Linked DNA regions of Mus musculus: region 1 is linked to region 2. The links are chromatin contacts, called in public HiChIP or PLAC-seq maps. All regions are on one chromosome and are shown on one strand. The core of a region is the stretch at or near the end of the contact, and the rest is flanking DNA. Distances in the headings are between cores, read along the strand shown.

Region 1 (7,492 bases), core at 2,587-5,086, 57 kb after region 2:
GGCTCCAGGGAACTGATCTGGCAGCTTCAGAGGTGCTAGGAAACTCGCCATTTACCAGGCAGGGGTCTAGCTCTGGTGGCCCCTCATAGCCTTCTTGGAGGAAGATTGAAATTATTTCTCTACCCTATGTATAAATAATTGAGGCACTAAAGGCTACGGGATACCCAATTCCCAATTCCCTCCAGTTCCCTCTCTCGGTTAATGAGATTTTTGTTGTTGTTGTTGTTAACAGCTTTACTGAAATACAGTTTACTCGTTTAAAGTCGACAAGTGAATTGTGACTAACCCTATTCATACAAGTGTGTGCCCATAACCACAATCTATTTTTTTTTCAGTTTTTGAGCTATTTTTTAAAAAAGATTTATTTATATTATTTATATGAGGACATCATAATTATCTTCAGACACACCAGAAGAGGGCATCAGATCCCATTACAGATGGTTGTGAGCCACCATGTGGTTGCTGGGAATTGAACTCAGGACCTCTGGAAGAGCAGTCAGTGCTCTTAACCACTAAGCTATCTCTCCAGCCCAGTTTTTGAGCTAATTAAATTTATTCATCTTTAAGGAAAAAAAAACAAAAAATATTCATCTTTAGTGCTAGGGATTGAATCATGAGCATGCAAATCACAATACCTAAAAACACAAAATTGTATAAATTAATGGTGTACCTCGTAATGCTTCCAAACAGGTAATTACATGATGTACTCAACCTAAAAGTATGGATTTTTTTAAACGTAACTTTTTGTAAGCAAAAGCATTCTAAATCCTGTCTTGGAACTGAAAGTTTTTGAAAGTTTATTAATGCATTTGTTGTGTGTATGTATGTGCTCCACAGCAGTGTGGAGACATCAGAGGACAGCTTGCTGGATCCATTCTTTCTTTTTCTTTCTCTTTCTTTCTTTCTTTCTTTCTTTCTTTCTTTCTTTCTTTCTTTCTTTCTTTCTTTCTTTTAAAAAGATTTATTTATCTATCTTATGTATTTGAGTACACTACACTGTAGCTGTACAGATGGTTATGAGCCTTCAGATCTCATTACCAGTGGTTGTGAGCCACCAGGTGGTTGCTGGGATTTGAACTCAGGACCTTCGGAAGAACAGTCAGGGCTCTTACCCCCTGAGCCATCTTGGCTGCCCTGGTTCTTTCTTCTTTCTTTCTATAGGCTTCAGGATCAAACCCATGGCAATGGACTTGCTATCAAGCACTTTTACCCGATGAACCATTTCACTGGCACTTACCATACTGCCAACTCACCAACTTGATAGCTGTTGGAAGTGGGTGTTTTGTTTTGTTTTGTTTTGTTTTGTTTTGCTCATATTGAGGATTGAACCTAGGATGTCACACATGATAACTGCTCCTCAGCTATACCTTTTTAGCTTTCGTTTTAGTTTCGTTTTGTTTTGTTATGTTTTTTGAAAAAGAACTTGTGGCTTGAATTTGCTATGAGCCTGAGGATGACCTTGGACTTCAGATCCTTTTCCTTCCACCTTCTAAATGGTGGCATTACAGGTGGGTGGCACCATGCCAGGTTGAGGTGATGCTGAGGACTGAACGCACAGCCTCCTGTAGGCTAAGAAGCATACTACCAACAGAACTACACCCCCAGCCTCCTCGTGACTTTGGTTTCCTTTCTTTCTTTCTTTTTTTCTTCAAGAAAGGGTTTCTCTGTATAACAACCCTGGCTATCCTGCAACTCACTATATAGACCAGGCTGGCCTGGACTGCACAGACATTCAACTGCCTTTGCCTCCTCAGTGCTGGGATTAAAGGCGTGTGGACACCAGGCTACAGCAGTTTTATTACTTCTGAAAAGTCCTGTGTCCTTTAACTACTCATTTAAAAACATGCTCAGTAAAGTTAAATAGGAACGTTCTGCTCAACCGTTTGTGAGATTTCACAACGGTGTGAGCAAAAAGTCCATCAACTGAATGGAAACAAAACTGTAGAAAAAGAAACCTCCTGCCTGACAAAACACTAAAGCTAAGAAAAAACAATAGCCCACTGGCCTCATAAATACCAAGACAGAGTCCACTTAAATCGTGGGGCCCTTTGCTGTTAGACATGGGTGATAGACACTCCAGCTTCTTCCACTGAGCTATGCATGAGTTGAGCTGTCAGATAAGTTATGTGCAATGCAGTTTGGTTAAGTGCCATGTTGCGCTCATATTGTGGCCAAGGAAGGAAAATTGAAACTCTTTGTAGCTTTGGGTCTTCTAGGATGTAAGGGAGTGGATTTCAACCAGTAAACCCATTATGGATCAAACGACCCTTTCACAGGGGTGGCCTAAGACCATCAGAAAGCACGGTTATGATTCATTAACAGTTATGAAGTAGCAATGAAAATAATTTTATGGTTGGGGGTCACCAGAAAATGAGGAACTGTATTAAAGGGTCACAGCATTGGGAAGCTTGAAAACCACTGGTTTAAGGAGAGGCACAGTAGGTGGAGATGACTCAGGGCCTCATAGGTACTCCTGGAAACTTCTTCAATTTTTTTCAATCTCCAAGGGTAAATTTGGTGAATTATGATGCTATTTGGCATCTTTTATAAGCAGCTGCAACTGAGTTTACATCATTTCAGAAGTGATCATATTCTGAAAAACTGGTTTCTAAATGGATATTATTTTTTTAAGATTTTATTTATTGTTACATGTAACTACACTGTAGCTGTCTTCAGACACACCAGAAGAGGGCATCATATCTCATTACGGATGGTTGTGAGCCACCATGTGGTTGCTGGGATTTGAACTTAGGATTTTTGGAAGAGCAGTCAGTGCTCTTAACCGTTGAGTCATTTCTCTAGCCTCAATGGATAGTATTTTAATTGGCTTCTTTTTCTGTAACGTTTCTATGCCTATTTTAGATTTTTAGAGATGTGTCATGAGTAGGGCTAGGGATGTGGTTGAGTCAGTAGAGCATTTGCCCAGAATGCACAAAACCCTGGTTCAATCTCCAGTGCCCAATAAAATCAAGCACAATGGTACATGCCTATAATCCTAGCACTAAGGAAAGTAGAAACAGGAGGATTATGAGTTCAAGGTCATCTTGGGTTATGGCTTCATAGTAAGTGGTGGGTTCAAACCGAGCCTGATTTACATGAAATGCTATCTGAAAAACTGGTAACTACCTGGAACTGATTTTTATATTCATGTTTCATTTTCATTTTTTCCCAAGATAGGGTTTCTCTGTGTAGCCCTGGCTGTCCTAGAACTTGCTCTGTAGACAAAGTTGGCCTCCACCTCAAGAGATCCGCTTGCCTCTGTTCCAAATGCTGGGATTAAAGGCATATGCCACCATTGCCTAGCTCAGCTCATTTTGAATTTTAAAGAAAGCAAGAACATACATCCACAAAAAAAAAATCATATCAGAACTCCGAGGCCAGCCTCAGCTACCTTGTGTGCATATGTTTACATCTTAATTTTTAAGTCCTTTTATTTTAAAATATATTTCTAAATATCAGATGACCACATGATGTCACAAAAAGGACTCAAGAAGGATCCTGTGTATCAGAAGTTGGCACCTGGCAAAGCAAAATGTGCAATCCTTCCAACAGAAAATTTGTGACAGCATGTAATAATTTGACAACCCAACTTAAAATATGTCCTTGGTTCACACATCTGATTGTGGCAATCTTCTGAAACTAAGAAGTTACTTTTTACAATCTAGGTGCTTACAATAACTACCTCTGAAAGAGAGAAAATTATTTTGGCAAAATAGTTTGCATTTATTGGGTGCTACAAAAAAACCTAACAACAACAACAACAACAAAGCAATCTGGCCTAAAAGAGGAAGGCCCAGCCCAGCCAAGGCAATGTAGTACTGCCAGCCACAGGCTTCCTGCCTGGCACTTAGAATTGCTATCAGGGAATGAAAGAAGCCTCTCATCACAGGAACTAACCTAACCGGGGAAGAGACAGAGCCACGATTGTACTCAAGCCTTCACTTTAAAAAGTTGTACGAACAAAGGAGGAAACCTTCCCACATTCAGCTATTAAAATGGATTTCCCACCCTATGCCGTTACCATGGAGACTGGGGTACAGGCTATATGTATTTAGTGCTCACATTCTGCACTGTTATTTATCTGATGATTGGCCACAGGGAGGAAATTTTGGATTGGGCATATTCTATGAAACAGACATTTGCAAAACTGCAAAGGGGTCCATTAACCATCAGGATGCAGCCAAAGTATATTTTTCCTTTTTTTATTTCTCTCTCTCTCTCTCTCTCTCTCTCTCTCTCTCGAGACAGGATTTCTCTGTGTAGCCCTGGCTGTCCTGGAACTCATTCTGTAGACCAGGCTGGCCTCGAACTCAGAAATCCGCCTGCCTCTGCCTCCTGAGTGCTGGGATTAAAGGCATGCACCACCACCGCCTGGCTTATTTTTTTCTATACTTTAATTTGACCATTGTTAATGGTCACTTATTTGGTGTTCCTGCATCCATCCTTGTTTCTCTCATCACTCAACAAAGCAGCTACAATGGTCTTCCTAAAAGGCACTCAAATCCCATGACTACAAATCACCTAAGTTCAATAATTTTTTTTAAACACAAACCACCCTAGACCCCCAAAGCCTCCAAGTCCTTATTGTTATCATGACTTACAATGGACCTCAGGAACTCTGTGGAGTCCTTTACATCATGTCTCATTCACATCAGCTGTTCCTTATTAGCAGGCACCTTCCCGGAATCTTGGAGTCCTCAGAATTGCTCTTTGCTCCTATAAGGGCCATTTTAAATTAGAATCTGCCCCATCAGCAATTGTAAAAAACAAAAACAAAAACAAAAAAAAACAAAAAACAAAACAAAACAAAACTCCTTTGGCTGGGCAATGATGGCATACAGCTTTAATCCTAGCACTTGGGAGGCAGAGCCAGAGAGATCTCTGAGATTGAGGCTAGCCTGCTTCATTTACAGAGTGAGTTCCAGGAAACCAGGACTATATAGAGAAACCCTGCAACAACAACAAAAAGAAGAAGAGGAGAGGGGGAGGGGAAGGGGGAGGGGGGAGAGGGAGGGGGGAGAGAGGGGGAGTGGGAGAGAAAGGGGGAGAGAGAGAGGGAGAGGGAGAGAGGGGGAGAGAGGGAGAGAGGGAGGGAGAGGGAGGGGGAGAGAGGGAGGAGGAGAGGAGAGGGAGAGAGAGAGGGAGAGGAAGAGGGAGAGAGAGAGAGAGGGAGAGGAAAGGGAGAGAGAGAAGGAGAGGAGAGGGAGAGGAGAGGGAGAGAGAGAGGGAGAGAAAGAGGGAGAGAGGGAGGGAGAGGAGAGGGAGAGAAAGAGGGAGAGAGGGGGGAGAGAGAGAGGGAGAGGAGAGGGAGAGAGAGAAGGAGAGGGAGAGGAGAGGGAGAGAGAGAGGGAGAGAGAGGGGGAGAGAGAGGGAGAGAGGGAGAGGAGAGGGAGGGGGAGAGAGGGGGAGAGGAGAGGGAGAGAAAGAGGGAGAGGAGAGGGAGAGGAGAGGGAGAGTAGAGGAGAAGAAAAGAGAAACTATTTTCTCTCTTTTAGGGAATAAAAGAGTGAGGGGGAAACTTCTTTCTCTTTTTAGGGGATAAGACACAGTGTAAAATCATTGTCTATATTTAGAAAATGTAACTGTCTCACTGACCAAAAGAATGAAACCTACATCACCATTTCCCTATCTCTTGTTGCAAAACTAACTGACAGAGCTTATGGGAAATAAGGAAGATCTCATACAATTAAAAAAATATTGGAGAATAAGAGATTTTTACATTTCAAATACTTTTATTTTTGGTAAATGTAGCTTACAAAATCGCAATATAAAAAACAATACATAGTTACATAGAAAATCCAAACATCAAACTGATTTAGACAAATGAAACAAGGTTTTTATAGGCTGTGTGTGCTGCTCTTGCACAACCACTGTCTAGGTTTTAAGATCATTCCAAGTCACATGAAACCACATTTTGGGAAAGCTTTGAGTTGTTGATGACTCTGTAAGTCACTCTGTAAAGGACTAACACATTGCACCATGGTGAACCACCCTGGAATGCCATATGGAGAAAATATAACAAAATATAACTCAGACTTGACAGCTTCAAGTTGATTTCTTCAAAAAACCTAAAACAGAAATGTTTGCTAGTTTTATGCAACTATTGGGGAACTGTCATACGGAGGTAAAAATATAAAGAAAAGCCTACAGATCCCAATGAAGGAATACTGGGGAGTTAGGGGATAATAACTAGTTAAAATATGAGTTCATATGGAACTAAGATAAAAACTCTTTAATATGATAAAATCAATGAATGGTGGCTTACACTGCCAATCATAGCACTCTGGAGGTTAAGGCCAGCCAGTGTGAGTTTGAACCCAGCTTAGGCAACAGAGTGAAGCTAGTCTTATAAAAATAGAAACTCTTCACATATTGTTGTCAAACAACAAAAGAGAAAATGTATATCTAATCACCTGATTAACTGTAAAAGGAGCACATATATGCAAGGTTTTGTGTTGATTATGTATAAAATTGTTTTACATGGTAAAAAAAAATCAAAACCCAGAAAGACAATCATTTTATTATTTTTAAGGAAAAAAATTAGTCATGGTCACATAAAAAGGCTTGTGAATAAGCATACAAATCAGTAAACACTGTTTACAAAGAACTAGGAGACGTGATTTTCTCTTCAGTTAGTATGTAAGTAAATGCTGAGATTGAAGGAGAGACTTCCTCTAACAACTAGTGCCATTTTCACATGATCAGAATTTGAATTTCAATCCCAACACACATGCCTCTGAAGGTATATAGAGTCCTAACATTAAGGAACTATATATCATACTTTTTGAAGTGCTCAAAAAAAAAAAAAAAAACAAAACACAGGGCATTCAACTAAGGAAGCAGGCTTCGAGCCAAATTCTAACTTACACTGCAACTTTTCACCAGTCAAAAGAAAATGAGAAAATTAAGGACAAAAGAGTAAAACTCCGGTCACATAAGCTTAGAGGTCCCAAACACTATTTGCTTAGCACCTATTTCCAAGAGTATACTTCTTACAAAGTCAATATTAAGTCATCCTCAGACTGAATATTTTTGAGTTTGGCAGTGTTTCTCTATCTAACTCAGGCTGCCCTCAACTATGGGATTCTGCCTTAGCATTCCCAACGCTATGATTACAGGCTTGAAACAGGATTCCCTTTTAACAGTTTTGAGACAGGAACTTTGCAAGTCAAACTGGCCGGAACTCACATAAATCCCCTGCCTCATTCTCCCTAGTATTTGGACCACAGGCATGTGCCATCACACCTGCTTGAGAAGTAAGCTGGAAAACCTGGGATCAGTGTGAAGCCGACTACATACAGTTGTGTAACCTGGGCAAGTGGGCTGCTTTCCTCATCTGTAAACTCCAGAATAACATTAATTTCTTCAGAACTATAGAAAGGCTCAAATGAGAGACTATCTACAGGTAGTTCCTAACTCTAACTGCAACTTAACAGGAACCAAGAAATGACCAGAGCAGTGTTGATTACTGGGTCCAGGCCATAGGTTCATA
Region 2 (7,405 bases), core at 1,668-4,167:
ATCTGGCCTCCACACCATATATTAGAGAGCGCACTCCCCCTCCATATACATGACGCTCCTAAACAGTTTGGGGGCTAGTGATGTATCTCAGTTGGTAGAGTAGTTTTCCTTTCATGCATAAGACCTCAGGTTTGATCTCCAGCACCAAATAAACAGGTGATTCAAATAAAATGGGGAGTTTAAGGTAGCCCTTGGCTCTATACATAGTTCAAGGCCAGTCTGGGCTACAAAAACCCTGTCTCAAAAAAAAAAAAAAAAGTGGTTAAGAGTATCTGTTGCGTAATCATGAGGATTAGAGTTTAAATCCTAGGAGCTGTGCAATAAGCCAGCTGGGTGTCCTGCTAACACGAGGAATCAGACAGCCTGTTCAGGCCTCCATGCAAGTACAGGCACACAAACTACACAGGTGCACACACTCAGGCAGACATAAATAAAATCTTTTAAAAATATATAGCACGGAAGGACAGTTTTCACAAAGTTGGTGAAACTCAAAGCATGAGACAAAAATTTGCCAATCTTAACACACATCTCAGAAATGGTCTTAACTAGAGCAAAAAGAAAGAAACAGATGATTTGACAAGTTTCATTTTATCACTGAGTTGGATGTAGAAGATGCCTGTAATGCTAATCCTAGGAAGGTAGAGTCAGGACATCACCTAAGCTTGAGGCAGTAGAGTGAGACACTGTTTCAAAACCACAAAAGTTATGACAAGACCCACAAAGGGAACAAAAGTACCTAGACATAAATGACTTTGTAATTGACTATAAGTACAAATTCATTTCAAATAAAAGGAGAGTATAAATTAAGCACTAAATTCCATAAAATTTACATTATTAACTCACCTCTATCAGTCATTGAACTAAGAAAGTAAAAATTATCTAAATTTGAGAAAATGAAAACATGCCCTGCTTTTCCTCCAATTGGGCTAATGGACTGAATAAGCAGTCATGCTGAAACTGGGAACAAGACTTGCACAAAGGGCTTACAGATAATGATATCCATTGCTTAAGACCAAATCAAACTGAGACGTGAAGGATGAAACAAATATTCCCAAACTGCCTGTGAAATACACACCAACAATCCTTCCCTAGCCATATGGACACATTGCTAGAAACGCTCTTACCCCAAGACATAATGGCCCTGGCCTAACACCCCAGTACTCAGGAAGGAAGCAGAACCCTGCAAACTGGCCCAAGCATGCTCAGGCCTTTTTCCTCAGACAGGGGAGTTCTCTATACTAGGCAGAAAATGACAGGTACAACAAATAGATGAGGTGGAGACCTAGGTAGAAGCCTCAGTCAATAGGAGGCAGCGACCTCCATGACCTCTGACTGACCAGGAGGAATCTGCTGCCACTGAAAATAAGGATTTCAGGCAACCTGAGGAAACAGGAAAAGGATCCTCATATAATCTAAATTTTAAAATGATATACACGCCTAACAGCAGTTTGTAGTTATAATATATGATTTTTCTCTCTTCTGCCTTTCTGTATTTTCCGGACAAGTCTTAAATATTTGTATGTAGTAAAACAAGAGTGGGAAAAATTGGGCTCACCTTTCCTTAATTTCCAATTCTATATGTAAAATATAGTCTAAAAGGTATATTGTAAGGAAACACATTGAACTAACTCCATCCCTTGCTGCTACCCAAACTTAAGATGTTCTAATAAACAGTTGCTATTCATTTAAAATATCCACACTCTAAAATATCTTATGTGTACTTACTATTACTGACACAGGGTATCACTATGAAGTCTTGGCTGACCTGGAACTGGCTATTTGGCCCAGCTACCCTCACAAGAGATGTGCCTTCCTCTGCTTCCGAAGAACTGGGATAAAGGCGTGTGACAAGACACCTGGTACCATTCCACTATAGATTTTTTTCTAGGGAGTATCATGAAACAGACTGGGCTTCATTTTGTTGTTCTCAGACATGTAGACCACAGTACTCTGCTCACATTACCCTCTGCAGTCCGTTCCTCGCAAGTCCCCCTCCTGCTCACTACATAGACGTAGCATGATCAAAGCGAGACTGGGAACAAGATTTGTAACAGCAGCTTAGTTTTATGGCAATGTGTTCATTATACAGGTTATGTGCTACCTTAATGAATGAATTTAAATGTGGAGCCACCTGCGGTTAAAGGTTACACTTGTGGAAGTATAACGACACGATTGTGCCTAAATCTGATACCTGAAGTGTGTCCAGTACACCCCGATCCTTAAACGTCTGGTATAGCTTTTTGCGCAGTTCATCTTGACTCAACACATCAGACTTGTGGGGCATGTTGGACTGAAAAGAGAAAATGATGGGTTACCTAGTGTCAACGTGGACCTGAATTTCAGAAATCAGTGACCTCACCGGAAGCCCTAAGATGCTTAACGGACATCAAAACAAAGAGATGTCCAATCGGAAAAACCCTGGAAAGTGGCAGGTGGAACTACCTGAGCCATCCTCATCTGCTTTCCTCCCGAGCTCGCCCCTCCACGGTCGGACTCCTCGGCCCGGGCCGGGGCGCAGGAGGAGAGGGAGCCCTTGACCTCGGAATCCAGCTTGTCTCTGGGGACCTAGGGGAGCAAGAGAGCTAAACATTCAGCCCCTAACTCGTCAAGCAGCCGCGCTTCCTCCCACGGTATGGGAAGGGTGGGCGGGTCCGCGAGCCAGGAGGGACTCTGGACGGAATAAAGACGGAAACGACAAGCGAGGGCCCCGAAGCGGCCGCTCAGTCGGCAGTTTTCCCTGCTCCGTAGCTCATCCCTACACTGCCCGCCGCCCGCCGCCTGCTCCGCCCGCTCCGGCCGCTCGGCCCGCTCGGCCGGCTCAGCCTAACCGCCCAGGCTTTGGCCCTCCGTGACGCCTGCGCGCTCTTAGGCGAGCAGTCCCGGCCACGTCTCGCGAGAGCATAGCCTCAGATCTCGCGAGAGTGATTTTGGGACTCCCAGGCTGAGGCTCCCGAGCGCAGATTAAAGAGGCGGCCGGTTCTCATCTCGGCTCCTCCCTACAGGTGAGCTCTGGAGGGAAGCAGGCGGCGGGCGTTCCGGGTCCGCGGGGGCATCCAGGCCTCCCGTGATGCGAACAGTGGTCTTCTACCTCTACCCAGCCCTGACTCGGGACAGCACGCCCAGCCCCCCGGCGCCGAGTAATCCCCGTTCTCCTAGTTGGTATAGCCTCCGTGTCCCCTTGGAGGGGACCTCCGCGCACTGGGACGGAGGCTTGGCGTTCTCCAGGTCGCTAACGCAGTGCATCTTCATTGCAATGCCATTGCCCTTTGCAGCCGGTTTACTGTAGAAAGCGGTCTCGGGCATCGTAGGTTGACCGCATCCTTGGTCAGTTTCCATTAAATGCCAGTGGTACCCTACCTCGCCCTCCAGACTTTGACAGATGCTCTCAAAGAGGGCAAAAGCGCATCTCCTTGAGAAGCACGGAGCTTCATTTTATAGAAAAGCCCCACTAGTTTTGCTGATCTGTGGGGCAAGTTGAATTTACAGCTGTCAGGAGCAAGTTTCTGAAAGGTTCCTCCATAGAGAGATTTGCTATAAATATGGACGGCTTTGAACTGGGGTGCATGCGTTTTATCTTGTGTTTGCCTGTTAACTAAAATGTTTAACTTGTAAGGATTTCTAAATTCATCCTGCTCTTGCACTAGTAGTCTTCCACCATTGCACCATATGAATTTTTAGCTTCCTGGTAACTTCAGATGTCAGCCCTGGGCTTGGCCTTTACAGCAGTTTAGAATAAGCCTGTCAAGTCTAGAGTTAAAAAAAAATACTTGATCTTGTGTATGTACTGCACTCCCTCAAACCCATACCAGACATGAATAATTGATCATAGCCATTCGACCACACTGTTTCTCAGCACCAACTCCTGACAGCCATACCAGACATGAATAATTAATTGATCACAGCCTTTCACTGCTGACCACACAGTTTCTCAGCACCAGCTCCTGGCAGCCATACCAGCAAAGCAGATTTTGCTCATAAGGAACCACGAGCTATCCCTAGTCAAATCCCTTTCCTACTAGACATTATATTTCAAGAATATACTAAACACCCACCACAGAACACTTCATCCTCACTTAGCTTAAAACACCCTCGACTGGCTCCTTCAGTTGCTCTTATTTTGTTTTGTTTTCAGACCATTCATTGTCTAAGTCCCCACCCACCCCCCTGCTCCCAACATATTGTTTAAAGGTATCCATCATTTGAAATTATGATTTCCAGAACTAAGTATTTTCACAGGAGATGTAATGAGGATGACAGCAGCACTTTCCACACCTTGTTTGGGCACTGTCTTCACTCAGTTTTTGGTTGTTTTGTACTTTTAGATTTATTTTAGAGGTGTGTGTGTGTGTGTGTGTGTGTGTGTGTGTAATGAGTACAGGTACCCACAGAGTCCAGAAGAAGGCATTAGATCCCATAGAGCTGGAGTTACAAGCAATTGTGAGCTGCCTGATGTAGGAGCTGGGATTGAACTTGTGTCCTCTGCAAGAGCAGTATGTTCTCTTAACTGCTGCACAATCTTTTTGCCCCAGCGGTCTTAATCTTTATTCAGCCTAGAATTCTTTAGCTTTTCTTTCTTGACATGTCAGGCTGCTGCTGCCTCACTGAGCAATAAATCCAAACTTTTCGATTCTCATTTCTTTTTCTCTAGGGTTCTCTCCTTTTGTTGTACAGTTGGTTTGTTGTTACTGGTTTTAGTTTTTTGAGGCAGAGTCTCATACTGTGGCCTAGCTGGACCAACTCATAATTGTTCTCTTGTTTTAGCCTCCCTAGTGCTGGGTTTAAAGATGTGAACCACTGTAGCTGGCTTCTGCTGATTTTAAAACTCAAGTACAAGACTATATATATCTCAGTCTCTTATATCTTAATAATTTTATGCAACACTGGTAGACTTACAGGTCCCATGGTGTCTTTCCTGTTACCCCATTTTGAGGCAGGGTCTCCCTTTATATAGTCTTGGCTGTCCCTGGTCTTATATGCAAGCCATGCTGTCTGAACCTCACAAAGATCCATCTGCTTCCCCGTCACAAGTGCTGGAATCAAAGATGTATAGCAGCAGACCTAGCCCTGGAGATGATTTTTATTCCTCACTTTGGTCTGCTAGGAAACTCTTAATAGTTACCTTGTATTTGAATGTGATAAGTTGTCTTTAAGTTACTGAGTTAGTACCAGCCATGATAGCACAGACCTACAATCCACGCACTCAGGAGGCTAAAACAAGAGGATCATGAGATCAAAGCCAGCCTGGGCAACATAGCAAGACCATGTCTCAAAACAAAACATATACACATACACACACATGCACATACACTCCAGGAAAAGAAAAAACACTCAGATGTTTCTGGGTATTAATTTTAAGTCAGCTTTAGGTTGCCCCTTATTCAGCAAATAACGAGTGTTGGCTGGATCACTGGCACTGTCAGAACCCTGGGGATATTATACAGAACAGAACAGTGTGTCTATTATCTTTGGGGACTTCTTTCTGTCACCCAGGTTATAGGTCTCTAGTGTGCTCCTACATAGATACCAAAATACCCAGAAAATTTACTGTCCACCTACCACATTTCCTTTTCAGAGCAGAAAAGTGAAGTTTGATGTAGTTTGTTCTTAGTATAAGTAGAGAATTAAATGAATAATAACCTGGATGTGATGTTAGTCGTGGTTTCTTAACTTATACTGAATGAGCTACTGTACAGAAAACAAAAAAAGGTCCTGACATGCTATCTGACCAAAATCGGCCAGGTAACACCTACTTAGGTTGGTGTTTTAGTCTCGTGAATATACCCCGTCATAGATGAGAAGATATCCTTTTATCTGTTTCTGAAAATTGGAATAGCATTACCTGTCTCTTAGCATATAGAACCTTTCTGTGCCTATGATTTCTTTAATGTCACTTAACAGTAGATGGAGAGTTGTTGATCCAAGCTATATAATTGGCCAGGACCTGAAGACTTTTTTGAATTGAAATGCTTAGGAAGTTTTCTAATATCTAACATGCAGTCTTGAAATTTGCATCCTGCACCGCCTGCCTGCCCCGCTGCTGGGAAGTTATGCTTTGTATGTAACAGGGAGAATGGAAATTAAGCAGATTTGCATCTTTTGTTATTTCCGTGTATGTCCAGTGCTGGAAGCCCTTCTTTTCCTAATGGTCACAACCTAGAAGCATTGGCTTTTCTTCCATAGTTTGTACACTTAAGTTCTCCTTTAATTTTGCTCTTTTCGTGGAGCCTGGCTAGCTTTGAGCTTAGGACCTGCCTGCCCTAGCTTCCGTGGTGCTAGGATAGCATGTCTGCTTTAATCTGTGTATTTGGGGATCAGCTAATAAGCACCTATTTTATCCATAGGGACTGTAACATTTTCAAAAGTTGTAGAGATTAAGATGCTTAGTGGCTTCTATATTAGATAGTATGGTTATAGAGCATGCCTATCTTGGCAGAAAGTTTACTAGCGTGGACAACAAAAGTGTGGAGCACCTTTGCCCAGTGCCCAGCATGAGGTAAGCCTAAGAACAGCAGCTAAGTCTAAATGCTGCATACGTTCTCTTACATATGAGAGCTAGGTTGAAAAACATTTGCAAATAAAAGAAGAAGTGGGGACTGTTTGAGAGAGGTAAGGAGGGAGTAACAAGAAGGTGGTAAGGAAATGGAGATGACCAAAGTGGGTCTCAGTGACTGTGTGAAGTGCTTTCTGTTTGGATGGATGAAGATGGCCTGGGAAAGCCAGTGTTTATGCAGTAAGTAAGTACTAAGGGGAAAAAGCTCTGTCTCACGCCTAGTTGAGTAGCTTGTAAGAGAACCCTTTCCTATTCTATTTAATGGTATCCTTAGACAAGACACTTCTATACCATTTGCACATCCCATAAAGGAACTGTGGGGCATGATGTGGGTTATCTTTTTGTGCCTGCATTTCCTTCTGCTGTCTGGGGGCTCCCTCCTATGCGATTGTGGCTATTTGTGCCGAACAAAGTAAATCCTTCCCTTGGCATACTGCAGCCCTTTATAGCAGGAATTCATGATATCATTGCTTAGTTGCTTCAAACTTCAAGTTCTCTTTCCTTTCCTTTTCTCTGTGACTACTGCAAAGGCTTCCTAGCCATGCATAGTTTTCTATCATTCCTACTTATCCTTGTTATCCACTTTTAATATTGGATCCTTTTTCTTGTCTTTCTCCTAAAGCTAACAGCTTGTTCTGGAAAGGACTAAATGGTAAATAATTTCGGGCTCTATGCTAGGTAGTCTCTGTTGTCAGTGCTCAGCTCTTCCATTGAAGGATGAAAGCAGGTTTTAGACAATAGTAGTAGGGTGCATGAGGTTAAGTTTTGGCCTGCAGTCTGCAAGTGTGGGCTCCTTCCTGCCCTAGATAATGTTCTAAACACTTCTTTGTGCCAAAAAGTGTCTCACGTTTGTCT

The links. HiChIP or PLAC-seq counts read pairs in DNA pulled down with a chosen protein or histone mark.
Region 1: a contact with region 2 is called in an H3K27ac HiChIP or PLAC-seq map of stem cell-derived neural progenitor cells. The contact joins the enhancer-like site here to the promoter of Trappc2 in region 2. A contact is called at or near these places in 7 of 39 promoter capture datasets (the 3T3-L1 cell line, the C10 cell line, erythroid cells and 3 more), 20 of 484 Hi-C or Micro-C datasets (CD4 T cells, DN3 thymocytes, the N1E-115 cell line and 13 more), 8 of 115 datasets of contacts at active chromatin or transcription factors (the HPC-7 cell line, the SCID.adh cell line, embryonic stem cells and 3 more) and 3 of 9 other capture datasets (adipose tissue, liver and pancreatic islet).

What each region holds. Positions count from the first base shown.
Region 1 is chrX:166,494,100-166,501,591 of GRCm38.p6, forward strand. It overlaps Tceanc (transcription elongation factor A (SII) N-terminal and central domain containing), which reads right to left. Exons shown (of 5, transcript NM_001007577.2): 5 at 5,713-7,492. Among named protein-coding and RNA genes, the nearest start is that of Tceanc, 13 kb to the right of the region's middle. Within about 2 kb of position 3,837, at least 16 of the 459 cell types and tissues checked have an H3K27ac peak or open chromatin away from gene starts, as enhancers often do. A contact at or near this core is called in the HPC-7 cell line, cortical glia and stem cell-derived neural progenitor cells, where this site is marked.
Region 2 is chrX:166,437,838-166,445,242 of GRCm38.p6, forward strand. It overlaps Trappc2 (trafficking protein particle complex 2), which reads left to right and starts at 2,918. Exons shown (of 5, transcript NM_025432.4): 1 at 2,918-3,002. It overlaps Ofd1 (OFD1, centriole and centriolar satellite protein), which reads right to left and starts at 2,867. Exons shown (of 23, transcript NM_177429.3): 1 at 2,443-2,867; 2 at 2,192-2,290. The coding sequence starts at 2,457.